Linked DNA regions of Mus musculus: region 2 is linked to region 1. A link is a contact called in public Hi-C data. All regions are on one chromosome and are shown on one strand. Each heading gives the region's core, a stretch centred on a gene start, on an enhancer-like site or on the middle of the called end of the contact. The rest is flanking DNA. Distances are from core to core; before and after follow the strand shown. Region 1 has its middle 16 kb from the start of AY702102. Region 2 has its middle 22 kb from the start of A630075F10Rik.

The links. A called contact is a pair of places that touch in the nucleus more often than the background predicts.
Region 2: a Hi-C map of liver shows a contact between it and region 1, with 2.4 times the contacts expected there. The contact joins two enhancer-like sites. A contact is called at or near these places in 11 of 484 Hi-C or Micro-C datasets (cerebellum, embryonic stem cells, liver and 2 more) and 1 of 9 other capture datasets (embryonic stem cells).

The regions. Positions count from the first base shown.
Region 1 is chr2:169,945,055-169,950,245 of GRCm38.p6, reverse strand. It overlaps a transcript of Tshz2 not described here. Among named protein-coding and RNA genes, the nearest start is that of AY702102, 16 kb to the left of the region's middle. Within about 2 kb of position 2,680, at least 9 of the 459 cell types and tissues checked have an H3K27ac peak or open chromatin away from gene starts, as enhancers often do. A contact at or near this core is called in liver, where this site is marked.
Region 2 is chr2:170,089,735-170,094,925 of GRCm38.p6, reverse strand. No RefSeq gene overlaps it. Among named protein-coding and RNA genes, the nearest start is that of A630075F10Rik, 22 kb to the right of the region's middle. Within about 2 kb of position 3,160, at least 12 of the 459 cell types and tissues checked have an H3K27ac peak or open chromatin away from gene starts, as enhancers often do. A contact at or near this core is called in liver, where this site is marked.

The DNA of each region.
Region 1 (5,191 bases), core at 1,431-3,930:
GGTGCTCCATGTTACTTCCTGGTCACCGTGGAGTTCAGATCTCAGACTGACTCCTCTACTTGTTTTTAACTTCCCAGAGTTGTGGCCTTAGTATCTCTCTGTCCCTTGAATGCCAGGTTCACTCTGGCCTGGCCTTGGAGTGTTGGTCACTGATGTATTTGGCAAACTGACCACTCTTTTACTGCTGGGGGTCGCAGAGAGCAATGGCTCTGTAGCCATCCTGTTTGCATCTTTCCATTCAAAGCCCATCATACCCTGACGCTCTTGTCTATTTTCTTTCTTTGAACTAGGTTCTAAGGTTCTTAGCACGGAGTTTCTCTGATGACTATTTAATGCTGATTCTGTACTCAGAAAACATTTTTTTTAAAATCTCCCTCTGCATATGTGTGTGTATATGTGTATGGTGTGAGTGTGAGTATGTGTGTGTGGTGTGAGTGTGTATGTGTGTGAGTGTGTATGTGTGTGAGTGTGTATATGTGAGTGTGTGGTGTGAGTGTGAGTATGTGTGTGTAAGTGTGGGTATGTGAATGTGTGTGTGAGAGTGTGTATGTGAGTGTGTGTATGTATGTGGTGTGTGTGGTGTGAGTGTGTATGTGTGTGTGCATGTGTGTGTATGTGTATGAGTGTGTGGTGTGTGTGTGGTATGAGTGTGTGTGTATAAATGCACATATGTACATGTGTGTGTGTAGGGTGCGCATCTATCTGCCGTGGAACGCACGTGGAGAACGACACTGGGTGTTAGTGGTGGCCTTCCACATTGTCTGAGACAGGGTTTCCCCACTGTCTGCTTCGGGCTCACTGGGTTTGATGATGTTTGAGCAGCTGCAGATTCTCCTCTCTGTACCTCCCATCTCCTCCTAGGAACGCTGGGATCGGAGGTGTGAGCTGCTGTGTCCTGTGAGTCCTGGAGATCTGAATCCTGGTCCCCAGGCTTGTGTGACAAATGCTTTCCCTTTGATCTATCTCCCTACACCTCCCCGAGCCCCAGGTCAATCATTACCATACAATGAATGATGGAAAAGACAGCCAATCACAGGGCTAGAAGTATGTCTCTAGGAGACAGCCCTTGACCATTCTTGGCAGGTTTTCTTGGTAAGTTCTGGACCATGAATTTGGTATTTTCTAGTATACCAGCCACTCTGGGACCCAAGAGTCCCTTGACATCTCAGAGTGTGTGCTGGGATGCTTTCTTTGAGGGAGAGATTGATTGGTGACTCACGGGTTCTACACAACAGAGGGAAGCTCAGTGTGTGAGCAGGACTGGTGGAGTCTATGGTGGCATAGATCGTGTGTGGGAGAGCACGGCTCAAGTGTATCCTCCATTTTAGCCCCAACCACTGAGTGGACATTATCCCAGTCATGGGTTTCCATAAATGACTTCCTCAATTTCAAATATTCCCTGTGACACACTGTACTCCACATGTCCTCCATAGAACCTCAACTTTGCAATCTCCTCAGAGCGCCTCTCTCAGATCCTGCCATGGCTGGGTCCTCGTCATCTGTGTGCTACTCAGATGTCCCCTCTCAGAGTGAACCTCATGGATGATGACCCTTTCCGAAGCTCTGGGAGACAATCTTATCGCTGAGGTCAAATGCCAGGGCTCTCTATCCCAGTTGGAACTCTTGCCTCAAGTCTCCGGGTCTGTTTCCTGGGGAGTGCAGTTGTAGCTTAGAGATTTTTTTTTTGTACAGCTTATGGGACACATGTGCCCTAGGAGGACTATAGATGTGCCCAGTACAATATTGTAAAGTTGTTTAAAACTTATGGAAGTTCTGGGGAGGTTTTTGTTGTATAATTTGCACAGTTGGTGAGGCTGAACTTGTAGATGACAACACTGGCCAGCGATGCTGAAAAGCTGGGTTTGGCCTCATGTTACTTAAGTGTTGTAATCAATGCAAAGTACTGGACATTCCTGGCCCGTAGTAAGCACCAAATAAACAAAGCTATCGATTCTCATTCTTTGTGCTATAAATTGTACAAGGGAACTTTTTTATTTGGCCATCCTGTAGTGCCTAGAATGTGAAAAATGTTCGGGAAATGTCAGGTACATAAATGAATGGATGATCGCCCAGAGCTGAAGCCTTCTGACCCCTGCGACTGGTCAGATCTCAGCCCTTGCAGCCTGCACCCTGCAGCTCTTCCTTTCTGTCCTCAGGAGAACTGCGACTGTTCCTGTCTAGGCTGCCAACTGTGGTGTCCCAAGGAGGTTCGGGATTCATCTGCTGCCACCCATTGGACCCCCTGCAGACCCTACCATGACTGGAAGCCCTGAGCAGCAACAGCAATGCCACTGAGGGACACTTTGGGGAATTCTGGGTGGTGTCTGCTCTGTGAGTTCTAGAAAAACTGGAGATTTGTGGAAAGCCTCGGGGGCTGAATCATAAGGCTCTATACCCCAGAAGTGAGTGTGTATGTGAGTGTGCCTGTGTGTGTGCTCCTGGGCCTGTGTGTACATATGCATGTGTGGCAGAGGGTGTCTCTCTCAGCTGTTCTGTTTTCGTTTTTGAAACAGGGTATCTCACTGAACTGGAAGCTCACCAGTTCAGCTGGCCTGCAAGCCCTGGGATCAATGATTTTTTTTATGGCTTTAAATGTGGGTGTTTGGGCTCTGTTCAGGTTCTCACACTTGCATGGCAAACTCTTTCCTCACTGCGTCATCTCCCAGCTCCCAAAGGGATGGTTCTGAGACAGGCTTGTCTTTCTCCACCCTCTGAACTTTACACATCCTTCAAGGCCTTGATTACATCCCTGCCCCTCTCTTGTTGGTACCCAACCTCTCTGCCTGGGTTAACTGTTTACTCTTCTCTGAACCCTGGTTAGCCTCTTCCTGTCTTCTGGTTGGCTTAGTCATTTGGCCATTGGTTTACAAGCACTGGCTGGGCTTGACTTCTCAGGTCCTGTGCTCTTTAAAAAACAAGACCAAAGACACAAGGTGAGAGTCCCTGTCACCAGGCATCCTTCACTCCTGGCAGACCTCTCACAGCTGGACCTCTCATTGTCCCCGCAATGCTTCAGAGGGGTTCCCCAAGCCCCACCCCCAAAACAAGCTCTCCACTTGGCAGAACAGAAGTCTGGTCAACTGAATGCATGCATACTTTGCTTCAGCACAAAGACGACCTGTGCAAACACAGTGTTTGTGATTGATGCTTCCCCCTTGCTCAGTGAAGAGCGTGTGTGTAAGAAAATCTACACTGCTTCCGCAGGCCTTGGGTGGGAGTTACTCCAACATCCTCCTTAGGGAAAACCCACACATGTTGTGAAGATCTGTAGTCTCACTGCTGGGCACATGGCTGCTAGACTCAAGGCTGTCATTCTGACGTCAAAGCGGCTCTTCAAAAGTCTGACTGACTCAAACATCTTTAATGTGAAAATGCTTCTGGGTTGAGAGAGGGGAGACAGGCTTGCTGCCTCTTCCTGAACCACCAACACCTTCATTTAGAGTGTGTCATGACCCTTCTACCGCAGTCTTGGGCACAGACAGGCTGCTATCTGTGGTCATCAGAGTCCAGAGAGGTCCTTACCTTTGTCTGTGAGCTCTCTATGGCTCACACATATTTAAAAGGACTCAACACTGTCACTCCCCACTTTTCCAGGTGAAGGTGACCATTTTAATCCTTATTTTTGATTCTTTGGGAACCAGGGAATAAGATGAGTAGGATTGCTTCCTCCACCCCCACCCCAACATCTTTTGTCCCAAACCAGGGAATTCAGTGTGGCTGAAACCTTTTCAGCCCTGGTGCTTAGGATTTTTCATGCTGGGAAATTAGCCTGGAAAATGAGACATCACTGCATTTGGGAATATCAGTGGCCTTTTCTTGGACCATTGCTTTCCGCTAAACAGCGCCCTGCTTTCTGCCACTGTTATTAACCAAATAACGAGCCTCTGTTCTCAGGGGTATTTGCTTCCTGAGAGGCACCAACTTGAAGCCTTGAAGCCGACACTGAGCCCATACATGAGGTTTTAATGGGGAAGTACTGGAGACAGCTTATTGAAATGAGGTGTTATTTGGAAAAAAAAAAAAAAAAAAAAAAGAACAATTTAGTTGCAACGCTTGCACCCGGAGCCAGTTTTCCTCGAATCTCACATCAAGACAACCCAGGGCCGGGAAGGTGGCTCAGTTGGCAAAGCAGTTGCCATGCTAGCACAGGGACCTCCATTGGATTCTCAGAGCCCATCTGAGAATGGCAAGTGTGGTGGTTTGCTTGTGATCCCAGCCCTGAGGGATGGAGACCGCAGGATCGGTGGAGCCTCTCTAGTCAGCAAGTCTAATCTAACTGATGAGCTTCCAGCCAATGAGAGGCCTTTTCTCAAGGAAAGTAGATGGATGGTGTCTCTGAGGATGACACCGAAGGCTGTTGTCCAGTCTTTACAAGCACATATGTGCAGGTGCACACCATGCACACACACATGTTCACATTAAGAAGATAAAGTACAAGAATTCGGATCAGCAAGCTTTTTCTGTTGAGACTTAGACAGAAAACTGTTTTTTTTTCCCCTGTGGGGACCAAATGGCTCGTTAGCCTGGTGTTCACAACTGGAACGTCAGCATCCGAGAGTTAGCAGGCATGGCTTTGTGTTGCCACAGAGTCGGGGAGGAACATTCGAGGTGGAGTTTAGTTTTCTTATCTTGTGGAATATTTAATTTGGGCTTTTAAAAAGGCACCTTTGGATATGAGGGTACCTTTATGCAATGAACACTCTATACATAGGCTATCATCTATGTTCTGTTAACTCCTGCAACAGAGACAGGATTAGAGCTGGCTTTGGGGTCAAAGACACTTGTTAGTGCATGGCTCTTGTCAAGATGGGCAACTTTCTGTGTCTCCATGTGTGAAGCAGGATCAACACAGCGTCTTCATCATGTTTACTGAGGACGATGGAGAAACTGGCCTTAACACTACAGAGAAATGCCTACCGCATGGCAAGAACTCAACCTATTATTGTTTTTGACAAATATTTATGGAGCAGTCTCGGGGTATGTGGTATACTCAGGTGTCTCGTGATTCCTGCCTAGCATAGCTTAAAACCCAATGAAGCTGATAAGACATGTAGACATGCTTGGGGGTTATAAAAGAGAAGGAAACATTGTGAGTCATTAGACAGTGCGTGTGTGTGCGTGTGTGTGCGTGTGTGTGTGTGTGCGTGTGCGTGCGTGTGTGTGTATGCGTGCGTGTGCGTGTGTGTGCGTG
Region 2 (5,191 bases), core at 1,911-4,410, 140 kb before region 1:
TGGCAGCTCGCCGTCTCCCCTAGCATGGCTGCCCTTTTGATTATTTTAACAAAATACCAGATTCAAACCACTTAAGGAAGGAAGGGTTTTATTTCTGCGCCCTGAGGGAACGGTGCGTCACAGTGGGAAGAATGGCTTTGGCCGTGGTGGCAGAAGCGTGAAGCCACTTGCTGCTTCTCGGCATCAGGAAGCAGAGCTGGAGCAGGGAGTGGGACGGGGCAGCAGCTCCTCAGCAATCGCCTCTGACCCGCGAGGCCCCATCTCCGCTGTGTGCCACACCCCGAACATCGATGCGTTAGGGACCACGTGTTCACACACAGGGACCTAAGCGGGGGGGGGGGGGGGAACTCCTCCCCCCAGCCACACGCCTTCCTAGCAGCCGGGACGGTGTTAAAGATGTTTCCAGATTCTGTAGAGAGTGGAGCGCAATCTTCTGGACGGGACACGGTGACACAGTGCAGTGCGTGACACAATGCAGACCAGACTGGACCCGACTGGACCTGGCCGGACAGAGCCGGTTTCGGAGACTAGCCACTGAGATTCTGCAGTTCTTGCCTTGACCTATGGGTGACTCGGGAGCAGCGAGGAACTGAAGTTCCCGCTAGTGGTTGTATGGGTGCCATTTTGGAAGGGGATTGGGCACCACTTTGGAAGTTGTTCTTTGACCCATAGTGGCGCCTTCAGATGATGCTACGTCATAGGACCTGGAGATTCTGCCTCCTGAGGGACCCTCGGGAGAACTACCTCTGATTTCCTGACTCATATTAGTAGGGAAGTAATAAAGAGTTATCATTTTATGTGCTGAGTTTTGGGGAACTCTATTATGTAGCATTAATTAATACAACATTTTCAATGGGACATGTCAAAGCTGAATTTCTAATCTTCACTTTGCAAACAAAACCCTCCCTGTTCAGGAAACAACCGTATCAGTCTTTTAATATTTTTAATCTCAGGCTAAGACCTTGAAATCATTCTCAGAGCCTATCTTGCTTTCACAACACAAAATATGTCATAAACTCAATTGCCATGGTTCTAATTTAAAAGTGTATTTAAAATTCAATCGCGTCTTCCTATATTTTTAGTTGCCACCACCATCCTGGTCCACCCAGTATCCTTTACTCAGGATGTTATATCAGGTCTCTACCCAATCTTCCTTCCTTAGTGGCTCTCCTGAGAGTCAGTTCCAAGTGCAGCATCTGGCAGCATCCTTTTAAAAACATTGACAGGGGTGAGGTTGGGAGGTGGTGTCATTGGCAGTGTTTGCTAGGTAAGCATGAAGACCTGAGTTCAGATTCCCAGCACCCATGGACAAATGGACTGTGGTGACACATGTTTGCATTTTAGCCTTGGGGAGGCAGAGAGAGAGAGAGAGAGAGAGAGAGAGAGAGAGAGAGAGAGAGACCCAGACCTGGATAGCCAATCTAACTAAATAGACAAAGCTCTGGGTTTGGTAGGAGACCTCCTCTCAAAGAATAAATGGTGACTAGAGATTGAAGAAAACACTTTGGCCTTCACATGCAAGTACACACATGTGCATGCACACCTTTATGCACATGTGCACACACACACACCCACACCCACACACACACAGAGAAAGAGAGAGAGAGAGAGAGAGAGAGAGAGCATCATAAAGCAGAGAATGTCTGCCCCATTGTAGTTACTCTTCTTCAGATCTGTCCTCTCCCTCCACTTCTTGGATCTTTGGTCAGATGCCACTTCTTGGTGAAGCTTTTTGTGCTCCGGGACAGTCTTCAGTGTTTATTTAATTTACAAATTTATGTCCTTTCTTATTTTCGGAACGTCAGTGTCTTAGGGTTATTATTGCTGTGATGGAACACAATGCCCAAATACATCTTGGGGAGGAAAGGGTTTATTTGGCTTACATTTCCATTTAACAGTTCATCACAGAAGAAGTCAGGACAGGAACTCAAGCAGGGTGAGAATCTGGAGGCAGGAGCACGGAGGGGCGCTGCCGACTGGCTTGCTTCCTGTGGCTTGCTCAGACAGCTTTCTTATAGAACCCACACCACCAAACCAGGGTGGCACCACCCCTAATGGCCTGGGCTTTTCCACACCAGTAACTAGCTAAGAAAATACCCTACAGGCTTACCTGCAACCCAATCTTACAGAGGTGGCTTTTTTTTTGGGGGGGGGGTCTCTCCTCTCAGATGACTAGCTTGTGTCATAAACCTAGCAAGTACAAACAAATCTCTTTCTTTGTTTGTTTCTTCTTCCTTCCTTTCTTCCCTTCTCTTCCCCCCTCCTTCTTTCTTTAAGACAGGGCTTCTCCATGTAGCTCTGGCTGTCCTGAAACTCAATCTGTAGACCAGGCTAGCCTTGAATTCACAGAGATCCACCTGCCCTTGCCTCCTGAGTGCTAGAATTCAAGGTGTGCACTACCACTGCCTGGCTACGAACAACTTTAACAAGGCAAGGTTGTTGTCTAGTCTATATGCTGTTGGGTCCCCAGTACCTTTCTTCCTGGCTCTCTGAGTCCGTTCAATTATTTGTGTGTGTGTGTGTGTGTGTGTGTGTGTGGTGTCAGAGGACAACTTTTGGGACTCGGGTCTCTCCTCCATTATGGCTTTTGCAGATGGAACTCAGGTCATTAGCTTTGCAGAGCAAACACTTTTTCTTTTCCAAGCCACACCACTGGCCCCATTTCTGTTTCGTTAAGAACTGTGGTGCTCAGCGTATATCAGAACCACCTGGGACCAGGCTGCAATCCAAATGTCCGGGACACCCAGCCCAATCCTGGACTCCCAGCTGGTGTCTGAAGGAAACCAGGAGGTAGGAGGAGGTTCTCCTGTGAATCTCCATTGCATGTGTCTCCTAATCGCTCTGTAAAATTTGCTATTTCTGCTTTAACAGAGGCAAGAAAAATAGCAAAGTATACTGAAATTGGTTTGTATTAAAAAACCCTCCTCTGTACTTAGGGTAATAAATTATAGACAGAGGATTCGATATAGGCTATAAATTGAATATTTCAGTGTGAGTAGAGCTGTAGTGAGTGCTCCTTTGGGGATTAGAGTTTATTTCCTAAGCTTTTGTTCACTATGTCATGAGTCTTTTCAATAAAACAGTTTCTCTGGCTGACAGCTAGATGAACCTTGTACTGAAGGAGGGTTATGGGGTGTGGTTAACGAAGAAAGCAACTCTGGGAAGATGGTTAATGGTCAAATATTTACTACGGTCTCCTAACAGGCCTGTGTAAATTCAGACTCCCCAGAGAGAAAGCCAAAAGGTCCAGGCAAACCCATTCCTTTGATGATGAACCTACCCTGGTGGGTAACAGCGTTCATTCCTGGGAGAAGTCTAATTGCCCTTTTAAAAAAAGACATCTTTTGTGGGGGCTGGAGATGGCTCCACAGTTTACAGTATCTATTGCTCTGGGAGAGGACTTGTGCTTAATTCTCTGCACCTACATGGTGGCTTACAACCATCTGTGGGTCCGGTTCTCAGTAATCTAACACTCTCCTCTGGCCTCTTTGGGCACGAGGCACACACATGATTGATACATATACATGCATGCAGACAAAACAGTCATACCTGTGTGTGTGCCTGGGGCCTATTGTGAGTCACAGTGTGGGTGCAGGGAATCGATTGCAGGTCCTCTAGCAGCCAGTGTTCTCAACCACTGAGCCATTACTCCAGCACCTCCCTGAGCCCTATTGCTTCTTAAGGTACCAGCCATCAATGGAGTTACTATGGCAACCATCACCAGCTTTGTTGTTGGTTTTTTGAGACCAGGTCTCAGCTGTGAGGGTGACTTTGAACTCCTGATCTTCACACCTTCATGCCACAAGTTGCTGGGATTCTAGGTATGTGCCATCAGTCCTGGGTTTCCTCAAGGACAGACATTGCAAGCCCAGCAAACCATCCCATGTGGTGACCAGCCAGGTGAGGCTGCCAAGTGCTTGAAACAAGACTCAATTTGCTATGCGTGCAAACGTGCCTAGGAAGGCGAAGCCTTAGAACAGAGAAACGAACAATACAGTAACGTTACTGTTTTAAAAGGAAGGGTTTCATGTATTCCAGGCTGGCCTCCAACTTGCTGTCTGGCTGCGGATGACCTTGAACCCCTGAGCCTCCTATCTGTCTCTTCCTGCTGGGTGCTGGGATTCCAGGTCTGTGCCACTAAGCTGGGTATGTATTCTCCTGGGGATGGGGTCAGGTCTCCTGAATGTTAGACCTCATCAAAATGTTTTTCATATTGATTCAATGTTGAATTAATATTTTGTGTTGATGAAATAGACGTTTACATTTCACTCCCGTCTGTTGTGAATTTCATTCTATAAAACACACACGACTTTCACTGTTTCGTTCACCTGGAGCCATGCTAGAGAAGGGTCAACTTGTAGTCATCTTCGGAGAGATTACTTTGCTGTTGCAAAAATGCCATGACCGGGTGACTTAGAGAAAAAAGAGCTTATTTTGGCTTAAGGTTCCAAAGGGATGAGAATTCATCCTGGTGAGGGAGCGTGGTGGCAGCAGGCAGGAGACTTCGGAGAAGTAGGAAGCTTAGGGATTACATCCTCAAGCACAAACAACCCAGAGAGCAAACTTGAACTTGAACTGTGTGTGTGTGTGTGTGTGTGTGTGTGGGGGGGGGGGTTCTGAAGTCTCACAGCCTACCCCCAGTGGCATACTTCCTCCAACAAGGCTGTTGTCGCTGTAGCCTTCCCAACAGTGCCACCAACTGAAGACTGGTGTTCAGATACGTGAATCTATATTGGTATTTCTCATTCTCCTTCATCTTTCTTCTCTTTAAAAAAGAAAAAGAAAATAAAGATGACTCTTATGGGTCTGCATGTGTGTGAGTCTGCCCGAGTCGCCTGCCCGAGAGTCTATCCACACCACCTGAATACAGAAGCCTATGGAGGTCAGAGCAGGGCATTGGAGCCTCTGGAACTGGGCTTCCAGTGGCTGTGAGCTGCTGTGTGGCTCCTGGGAACCAATCCATGTCCTCTGCAAAAGAAAAAGTCTTCTTTATCTCTCAGCCATTGCCACCATCGCCTCCCTTTTTTATTTTATTTTATTATTGTTTTTTGGAAGCAGGGTCTCAGTATGTAGTCTTAGCTGGCCTAGAACTTGCTATGTAGGTCAGAATGGCCTGGAATGTAGAGATCTGTCTGTCTACCAAGGACTGTGGTTAAGGGCATGCTCGATAGCACCCTGCCTGGCCTATTTC